2 separate regions of the Chanodichthys erythropterus genome follow, and region 2 is linked to region 1. Evidence: chromatin contacts called from public Hi-C data. All regions are on one chromosome and are shown on one strand. The core of a region is the stretch at or near the end of the contact, and the rest is flanking DNA. Distances in the headings are between cores, read along the strand shown. Region 1 holds the start of pex11a (peroxisomal biogenesis factor 11 alpha). Region 2 holds the start of serf2a (small EDRK-rich factor 2a).

Region 1 (4,422 bases), core at 1,697-4,196:
ACTCGAGCATAATTTGTCAGTTATGCTATGAATGCATGGATTTTCATTTCATATACTTTAAACATTTTCTTCAGGCTTTATAACATAGCTGATTTTTAAGTACATTTTTATAACCAGTAAAAAGCAGAGTTCATTTGCAATATATCTGATAAAATAAAGCCCATCTTCTGCAAATCAAAGCAGAGAAACAAAAAAAATACTCTTTTTTTTCATTCACAAAAGCAGAACTAAAAGAGTTAAAATTAGGTTTAAATGCAGCTACAGGCAAAATACCATAACCTGTGAAACATTTACCATTATGCCAGTGCTAAAAGAAAGCACAATCTAACAAAAAAGCCAAAGGTCTCTATCATTTGAGGCATTTAAGTGAATTGTTGACTTTAATAATTCTGAATAGCACAACACAGCTTTAAAAAACAGCCTCTTGTGCTAAAACCTTATAGGATTTGAAGACATTCACAATCACAACGCATGTTGCATTATCTATAGTCTAAGAAAAGATTCACTCCACACAGGCACGATAGATGGTAAATGTTTTGAATATTAGATATCTCAAAATAACCTACTGTTGGATGGAGGAAGCAGAAAAATACGTATGTTTAATTCGCCTCCAGGCATGTTTAAAATAACCCATGCTTCAATCAATAAATCCAACTGCAAAGTTGTTCTTTGTTTTGTTATGTGTTTTCCAGGAGTACCTATCTGCATTTTTCTCTCTTAAAAATATCTTGTACATTAAAAAAATATATATTAGTGTATCTTTTTCATATTAAATAGCTTTTAAACGTACTATGTTTATCTCTGTAAATACTTAACTCGGTGTAAACATCTTGTTCTTTATGATAATCTTTATGATAAACACATCAACACTCCTCACAGCATGACAGTCTCCTAATATAACCAAGAATTAGTGTTATTATATCTACACAAAGACAGCTGAAATTTATTGTTTGTCCATAAACCATATTAATATGCTTCTTCAGGAACACAGTATTCTTGGGTGAATCATCTGTGCTTTCCCAAATGAACTTCAGCTGTTCCAGGAATACCTAATACATAAAGCAATCTCATGCATGCAAATGTGTTGCCAAATCATACTTCTAAAAACATTTCTTAACATCAATATAGCCTGAATCAACTGAGAAGGGCAATACAGCAGATCCGTAATAAGGTAGTATACGATGTGATATCATAAAAGTGATAAAAATGTCACTGCATATTTAATTTGGGCGGCTTTTTACCTGAACTTACTTTCGAAATGTCATTTTGCAGCCCTGAGGTGGTTGAATTTATGATTAAGGTGTGTTTTACCGGTGTGTGCAAAGGCATTTTTTTGAGGATTCACTAAATTATATGAGACTAACACAGTGTTTCTTTCTTAATTAAACACTGCCCCCTGCAGGTGTGATCTGATCTGACTTTCACATCATGATAGCACATGGTGATGTTTTTAAAAAGTACAAATAATTCTATATGCACTCTAATATATATATATATATATATATATATATATATATATATATATATATAATATAATGCCTAATATAGGCTAATTAATTCTAAGTAGAAATTTATGCAACTTTATGTAAGCTTCGTGAAGCATTAATGAACACTGGCTTTAATCTTATCATTTTGGACATAAGGTCATCAATCAAACATGGTTGCCTTAATAAAAGAAGTAACATGCCCAATTTCAAATATTCTCTTTCAGGCTGCATATCAGAGATAAAAAAAAAAAAAAAAAAAAAAACTTACTGTAGATGTAAAACATGTAATAGTTAACATCAGAAGGAATAATCAAAGACTGGGGAAACATATCAGAGATGATCCATTTTAAATTTCGCAGTCTACATCGTCTTCATGTAAAAAATGAGAAGCGTTCGTCATGCTAAAATTAGCCTTCACTGTCTGATTTCAAGGGCATCTCATCTCTTGACCTTTGGTTTTCTATATAGCCTACTACTTGCTTTTTTCATAATCATACATAATCATAAATAATTGTTTGTATATGTTTTCCCTAAAGGCATTGAAACTACTTTGGTAATCACATGGGAGCAGTTCAAATCATCAAGCAGAATCATGTATAAAAATAGAAAGTAGGTTATGTCTGGTATTCTCATTCAAGTCACTCAGACTGTCAAGACCCTGCTTTTACAATGTGTTTTATGTAAAGAAAACCTATTGTATTTTATGACGAACATGTAATAAACAGTTGCTAAAAAGATTTTACAGTCCCGCCCTGTTGAGTACCTGATGATTTTAAATTTACTGCTTAAAACGTATGGCCAATATCTGTTACCACTAAAAATCCAATCTGAATCCAATGTAAACGCAGTTTCAGAACTCAGACAATTACTTTAAAATGCACACACAACTTGACTGATATGCCCGAGTCATACTCTGAAAATAATAAGAATTCAATTGATTTTCCAGCAACATCAATAATCATCATCATATGAAAATACAAATAGATCATATGCAAAATACATAAATTATTGTCGTATTATTATAAGACATATGCATAGGCCTATTATCACATCTTGCTAGTTTTTAAGCAAACTAAATATTGTAACATCAGCGTCATAACAAATGTATTTCCGTCCTCCAATCCTGAGCCAGTCATTGGTCAGTTAAATCAGGAAGTACGCACTTGTCCTTCATCCAAAAACATCCGATTTAAAACTAGAGCTTTACAACAATTAACACATAAACACTTTCTAAAATGACAAAGAACAACATAGAATTCATGATGTAGTTACAATTGTAACACAACTTTAAATATGCATCTTAAAATGTAGCGTATTAGCGAATACAAAATAAATACTACAGTGAATGAATCGTATAAACGTAAATGAATCATTCTTTTGAGTCGGATCTTTAAAAGAAACAGGTGAACTGATTCACAAAGGCAGATTCATTCACGACAGATCACGGAGGAAGAATTTACTTTTGGGGCGAAAAAGTAAGTTATTGGCCGAACAGAAGAAATGTTACAAATAAAAAAGGAAATGTTTACGACTGAATCATAATCGCAACAAACAAAAATGTGATGCATTAAATATCAATAAACACGCTTATTAATAACATACACTGTCTTTATATGGCTCATTAGACAATTTTGATTAAAATCTAGGATGCCAGGAGCCGTGTGATGACGCAATTACGTCATGACGTAAAACTGGAAATGTTTCAAACGAACTGTTCGAAAGAACCGATTCCTGAAAATGAATCGGACATTCTATCGCTAAACAACAGCTTTTTTCGTCATATATCATTCATTTTAAATCGCCTATAATTAGTTAGGTCGAAGCTTTATTGTTTTTTACAATTGCGACACAGTATTGACAGTACAATTACACAGTAATGATTTACTAAATGGATCTGAAGTTTGTTCTTTGGCTCCAGCGTGTGTTTTGTATGTTGCATGAACTTTCACCTCAGTTCCCACAGGCACACAGGATCGTGTGGATTTGACAGGACATACTGTGACTAAACTAACACGGATCGTTTAACTTTGAGTATGCACCGCTTTTCGACTTTTTAGTCATTTATTCCTGAAAGAACTTTTCAGTTTCACAGTAGCACACTAGCTGTTGCACACATGGAAACTTTCATTAGCTTCACTAACCAAAGTCAAGGAAGGGATCGCATATTCAGGTCAGTACCTCTTATCAAAGCTTGTCATCCGTCAAAAAGTACACTGAATTGAAGTTATTTCCAATAAAAGATGAGCTAGACTATGTCTGAACATTTTATTTGTTTGCTTTAGAGCAACCCAATATGCATGCGCTTTGGCGAAATACCTTCTGAGAAATGAAGCGAAGAGAAAAGAGCTGGTGAAAAAGCTGCAGTCTCTGGAGTCTAATATGAGTTCGGGGCGGAAGCGTAAGAATGAACATTTTCTGTTACATAACACACAAAACATACAAAACAAGACCTTTCAGTTCTTTCTCAGTAGTTACTAGTATGCATTCCAGCTTTACTAGTACTTCTAGTACTTATTAGATACTAATACTATTTATGAGTCACTATCATTTATGCCAGTTGCATTTCTTATTTCTCTAATAATCTTCCTATACAGTTCAATATCATATCAACTTGTAGTCACCATTTTTATATTTTTGTGGAGCAGTATCCATTGTAAATGATTTATGCATACACATCATTGTTTTATGTTTATGCATGTGGCATTGTAAACTTTAATTAAAATTACATCCCCTTCCCCACTGAAACAACATCTCTTCTCTGATGCCATGTTTACTGGCACGAGGGCGGAACAACCTGTCACTCACATGAGATCCAACTATAGCAAACCACAATGATCCAATCAATTCCCAATGGGAATCAAGTCCTGCCCTACATATTTTCTTGTTCGAGAAACTATTTCACTGTTTCACAGATATACACCACGATAAGGACGTT
Region 2 (4,626 bases), core at 711-3,210, 130 kb after region 1:
AAGACAAATCATTTTTCTTTAAAATAACATGCACCGATGAGTCATTCGTAATAAGACCGGGAAAACGAATTAAGAAAGCAAATAAGGTCTATTTTGACTCCATGTTGATTTTACGTCTGCTCTCACAGAAGTGGAACTACATCCGGCCTTGAATACTAACCCACACAATTACTCTGGTTCCACTCCAGGGTTCGGTTTCCCGGGCATGAGCATTACGCTGCCCTCCTCCACACTCTGGCACTCCTGTAAACAGTCTGAGCGGCAGTGACTCATCTGTACAGAGGATCTAATACAGCAGCTGATTAATCTATTGTTGCCCAAACCAGTCGGTGTGACGTGTTGGAGATCACAGATTCTGTCCTTGACTGTTATAATGCATTGTATCTGATAACAGCACAGGTGGCGTTTCTCTCAGATGAATGGATGAAGTCTCAGTTCTGCTTTGCTATGGACATTTGAGTGCAACTATTACTTTTTTTTTTACAGAAATATATGCTTTGAATATTTTTAAAGGTGACCTGTTAGGCCAAGTCTAATGCAGTGGTTCTTAACCAGCAAACTCCCAACGGGGCCTTTAAAATATAAGCTAAAACAACTCAAAATTAGAATATTTCTTCATTTAATTCACCCCCATTGAATTCTAACAAATTAATTTTGTTTTGGACAGTGATTTTCACTCAGGCAGAAAAGGACCAAGAGGGTTTGTTTGATCATCATGGACCCCTGCTTAACAGCAATTCAAAATATGTGTTTCTGCAAGCTACAAATAGCCTTAATTTTAAATTTTATTTATGATGCTCCCATCCTAGCATGCAACAGGAAAGAAGATGGCAGACTTTTAAGATAGAAAGTTTCTGCAGTAATGATGTATTTTTGTAGGCCAACCCAGAAGTTAGCATGACCCTCTCACGTAGCCAGACCTTCAGACTGACAAAAGAAGGTCTGGACTCCAAAGCAGCTTTCATTGGCTGACGGATCAAGAGGCCATCTGACTGAAGCAACCAATATTACAGTTTGTTTTGTTCAGTGTCCGTACAAAAACAAAACTCTTAGACGTTTTTAAATAGTCTATACCTTGAACTTTCACATACTTTGGAACATCCCAAAGCCTTAGCACTTATCAGGATCAACTAAACACTGGATTTTCAATTTAGCCAATTGCAAGGGTTTCGCCAGTAGTGGGCACTCGTGCAAAATAAGCAATGACGTACATCCGAGTCAACGAGACTGAGGGAAGTTAGTGAGGGAAGGGCATGAAAAACGAACTGGAACGCAGCCCTAGCCTGCGTCTCAATGTGCATACTATCCATCCTAAATAGTATGTGACACTAGTAATATTCAATACTATTTAGGGCGGATAGGGTGGATTGTATGGGATGCAGGGCTAGTTTTACTGATAGATGTCTCATAGCCGTCCGCCATATTGGAACGGTCAAAAGTCCATGAACATTAGAAAGCAAGTTGACTGAGCATCTACAGCCGTAGTTATACGCATGTATGGATATCTATACCTGCAATAGACTTGAGCAGATCATTTTGCTAAACTACAACAATACAGTAAGACGGAGTCAGCTAAAACTGCCTTAAAGTTACCATAGTAAAATTAAAACTTTGTAGGCCTAATATTGAGTTATACATATAAAAAGACAAACCAACACATTCTCACCGGTGAAAGGTTATTCCATTTCTTCAGGAATATAAATTTCGTCAGTTTCACAACCAGAAGCTGTGCAATGTTCTGGCATCATCGATTCTTACTGTGAGTGACGACACGTTGACCGCTTCAAGATGGCGAGCGTGCCGACGTCTCTGGAGCGGTCGAATGTAGCATCTATGTATGTATATCTATGGTTTGACTGTTCCTGACGTCATATGTCGCATCCAATCAAATGATTGCCTCCTGTACGCGAGATCTTTTGTACAGAAAAATCTCGCGATGCTGCGGATACTTCCAGAGTGAGTTTGACGCCAGACAGTCAAGATATCGGTTTGTTGGTCGGGAAATAAGATAGCGGCCCTTGGGGTGAGCTACTCTGAAAAGCGGATAAAACTGATCAAAAATGACCAGTAAGTATATACACGGATCTGACTTGGGTTCGGTTTTGCGATATTTGGTCGTTGTCAGATGTAAATAAGACCTCTTACATTGGGCCATGGCGTATGAGGCCTGAGAGATTGCGATTTAAAAACAACTGGTCGGGATTTTGTGGGTTTTCTACGGGGTTAAACAAAATTATATGTATAACTTTATATTTATGCTAAGTTCCTTTTTTAAAAGTTGGTTGTGTTTGTATCTCGCACACACCCTCTTAAAGGGGAAAATAGAATCACAAATGAGATCTCTATTTAAAATATTTGAATAAAAGGTTTAAGTTCTGTATTATGATATCTGGCTTTTATGGTCCATAGTATGATTGATATAGTGAAAATATGAAGCTCACACTCGGAAAGGCAAGGGAGAAAAAAAAGCGCACCCGAGTTTTATTCAGATGCCCAAACTAAGGAAAATACCTTTCATTTTATGCAAGTCACACTAAATCTACCAAAAATGCGTCTTAACATTGTTTTGTGTAAATTTAAATACAATGGATCATGCATCAATGATAAAAATGAAAAATAAAAGTAAATCAAAGTTGCTTCAATTCAGTAAATGTTCATCTTGGAATATTAACAATCAAGACATGCAGAAAATTGGGTGCAACAAGTTAACCATGTTGATATTCATGACATTCATGTATCAAATATACATTAGGCTTTTTTGGGTTAAAAGGATTAGTCCACTTTTAAAATACACTTCCTGATAATTTACTCACCCCCATGTCATCCAAGATGTTCATGTCTTTCTGTTGAGGAAAACATTCCAGGATTTCTCTCCATATAGTGGACTTCAACTGCTACCAACATGTTGAAGGCCCAAATTACAGTTTCAGTGCAGCTTCAAAGGGCTTTAAACTATACCAGATGAGGAATAAGGGTCTTATCTAGCAAAAAAAAAAAAAAAAAACGTTTATGCTTTATAAACAAAATAAATCGCCTTAAACGTACTTCTGGTTTCCGTATTCTTCAAAAAGCTTACGCTGCATGTCCTACGCCTTCCCTATTCTACTTACGGAACGAACGTGGTGCCAGTTTCGTTTTTTTCCTTAAGTAGAATAGATTATGGAAAATGACTGATTGTTTCACTAGATAAGACTCTTATTCCTCATCTGGTATAGTTTAAAGCCCTTTGAAGCTGCAATGAAACTGTAATTTGGACCTTCAGCCTGTTGGTAGCACTATATGGAGAGAAATCCTGAAATGTTTTCCTCAAACCTTAATTTCTTTTCGACTGACGAAAGACAGACATGAACATCTTGGATGACATGGGGGTGAGTAAATTATCAGGAAAAGTTTTAAATAAAGTAGACTAATCCTTTGGAGATCTGAAGAGGTTTTAATCTCACTTTAGTGTCAGATAGCTCAGATATTTAATTTCCGCACTGTGTCCTATTTAGGGGGAAACCAGCGTGAACTTGCTCGCCAGAAAAATGCCAAGAAGCAAAGTGATATGCACAAGGGCAAGAGAAATGACGATGGTTTATCTGCTGCTGCCCGAAAGCAGAGGTAACCGGCAATAGCAGACCTTGAGCTAATGCGTGGAAGAAGTTCTCCTACATAATGTGTTGCTTAGTTTCTGTGAGTAGGGGAAATGGAAATGTGCTGCACTTTAAAAATGTAGTGGGACACTATTAACTGCCATTATTTTTCCATTTGTTCTTTTAGAGATGCAGAAATAATGCAACAGAAGCAAAAGAAAGCCAACGAAAAGTCGGATTCTAAAGCCAAATAGTTAGAAGACATCGACAAATCATCCGGACAATCTTAAGCCATCTTGGTCTGGATTCAGCAGCATCATTGTTTGTACTTTCCTTTAAAGCCTTTTTTGTACTGTACCAGTTTAGGTTGACTGGGTATTTACTTCACTGTGCACAGGTCTCTTTTCTTGAGCAGTATTTACCATGTAAAAACAAAGAATAACAGACCCATCTCCAAAAAACACTTTTTTTCTTCATTTCCTTAATTGTTGAATAAAGTGTAACTCAAACCAAAGTTTGCTTCTTTGTTTTAAAGATGTGTCAAAAATGCTAGAGTACATCAGAAAAATGGCTTCCAGACCTTTGATTTAAACCAAATCTAAAACTTTTATTTAACACAATGTTAGAAACATTTACATGAACATTCCTCGACAACATAAATAAAAACATGTATATAAACACTGAACCCTGAAGTGAATTGATCATTTGTAGGCAAATGTACAAGTATACATTTGATCAGTGCTTAACACCTAGGACACTTACAAAACCTCCAAAAGATGTCTAAATTGCTTAAAAAAGGTTTTATTAACATTTTTCCATTAAAGGTCATTATATAATGTGCAATAATTATTTAAAAAGTTACCTTTACTACAAAGCACTGATATTAAAATAAATTTAAGACATAAACAAGATCTCACTGCCAGACTTAGACTCCACAGCAGTTGTTCAGCGTCTTCTTCCGTTTGTGTAGACTCAGTTTGACCTGTGACACTGACCTCCGCCCCAGTTTTGCATGTTTCTTTACTTCTCTGTGATGATTCAGAAGACATTT

Evidence for each region. A called contact is a pair of places that touch in the nucleus more often than the background predicts.
Region 2: a Hi-C map of an unstated tissue shows a contact between it and region 1, with 4 times the contacts expected there. The contact joins the promoter of serf2a here to the promoter of pex11a in region 1. A contact is called at or near these places in 2 of 2 Hi-C or Micro-C datasets (muscle and an unstated tissue).

What each region holds. Positions count from the first base shown.
Region 1 is chr7:38,147,462-38,151,883 of ASM2448905v1, forward strand. It overlaps pex11a (peroxisomal biogenesis factor 11 alpha), which reads left to right and starts at 2,947. Exons shown (of 3, transcript XM_067390476.1): 1 at 2,947-3,657; 2 at 3,770-3,885. The coding sequence starts at 3,602.
Region 2 is chr7:38,281,430-38,286,055 of ASM2448905v1, forward strand. It overlaps serf2a (small EDRK-rich factor 2a), which reads left to right and starts at 1,961. Exons shown (of 2, transcript XR_010895449.1): 1 at 1,961-2,067; 2 at 3,763-3,900. It overlaps rasef2 (RAS and EF-hand domain containing 2), which reads right to left. Exons shown (of 17, transcript XM_067389341.1): 17 at 4,473-4,603. The coding sequence ends at 4,501.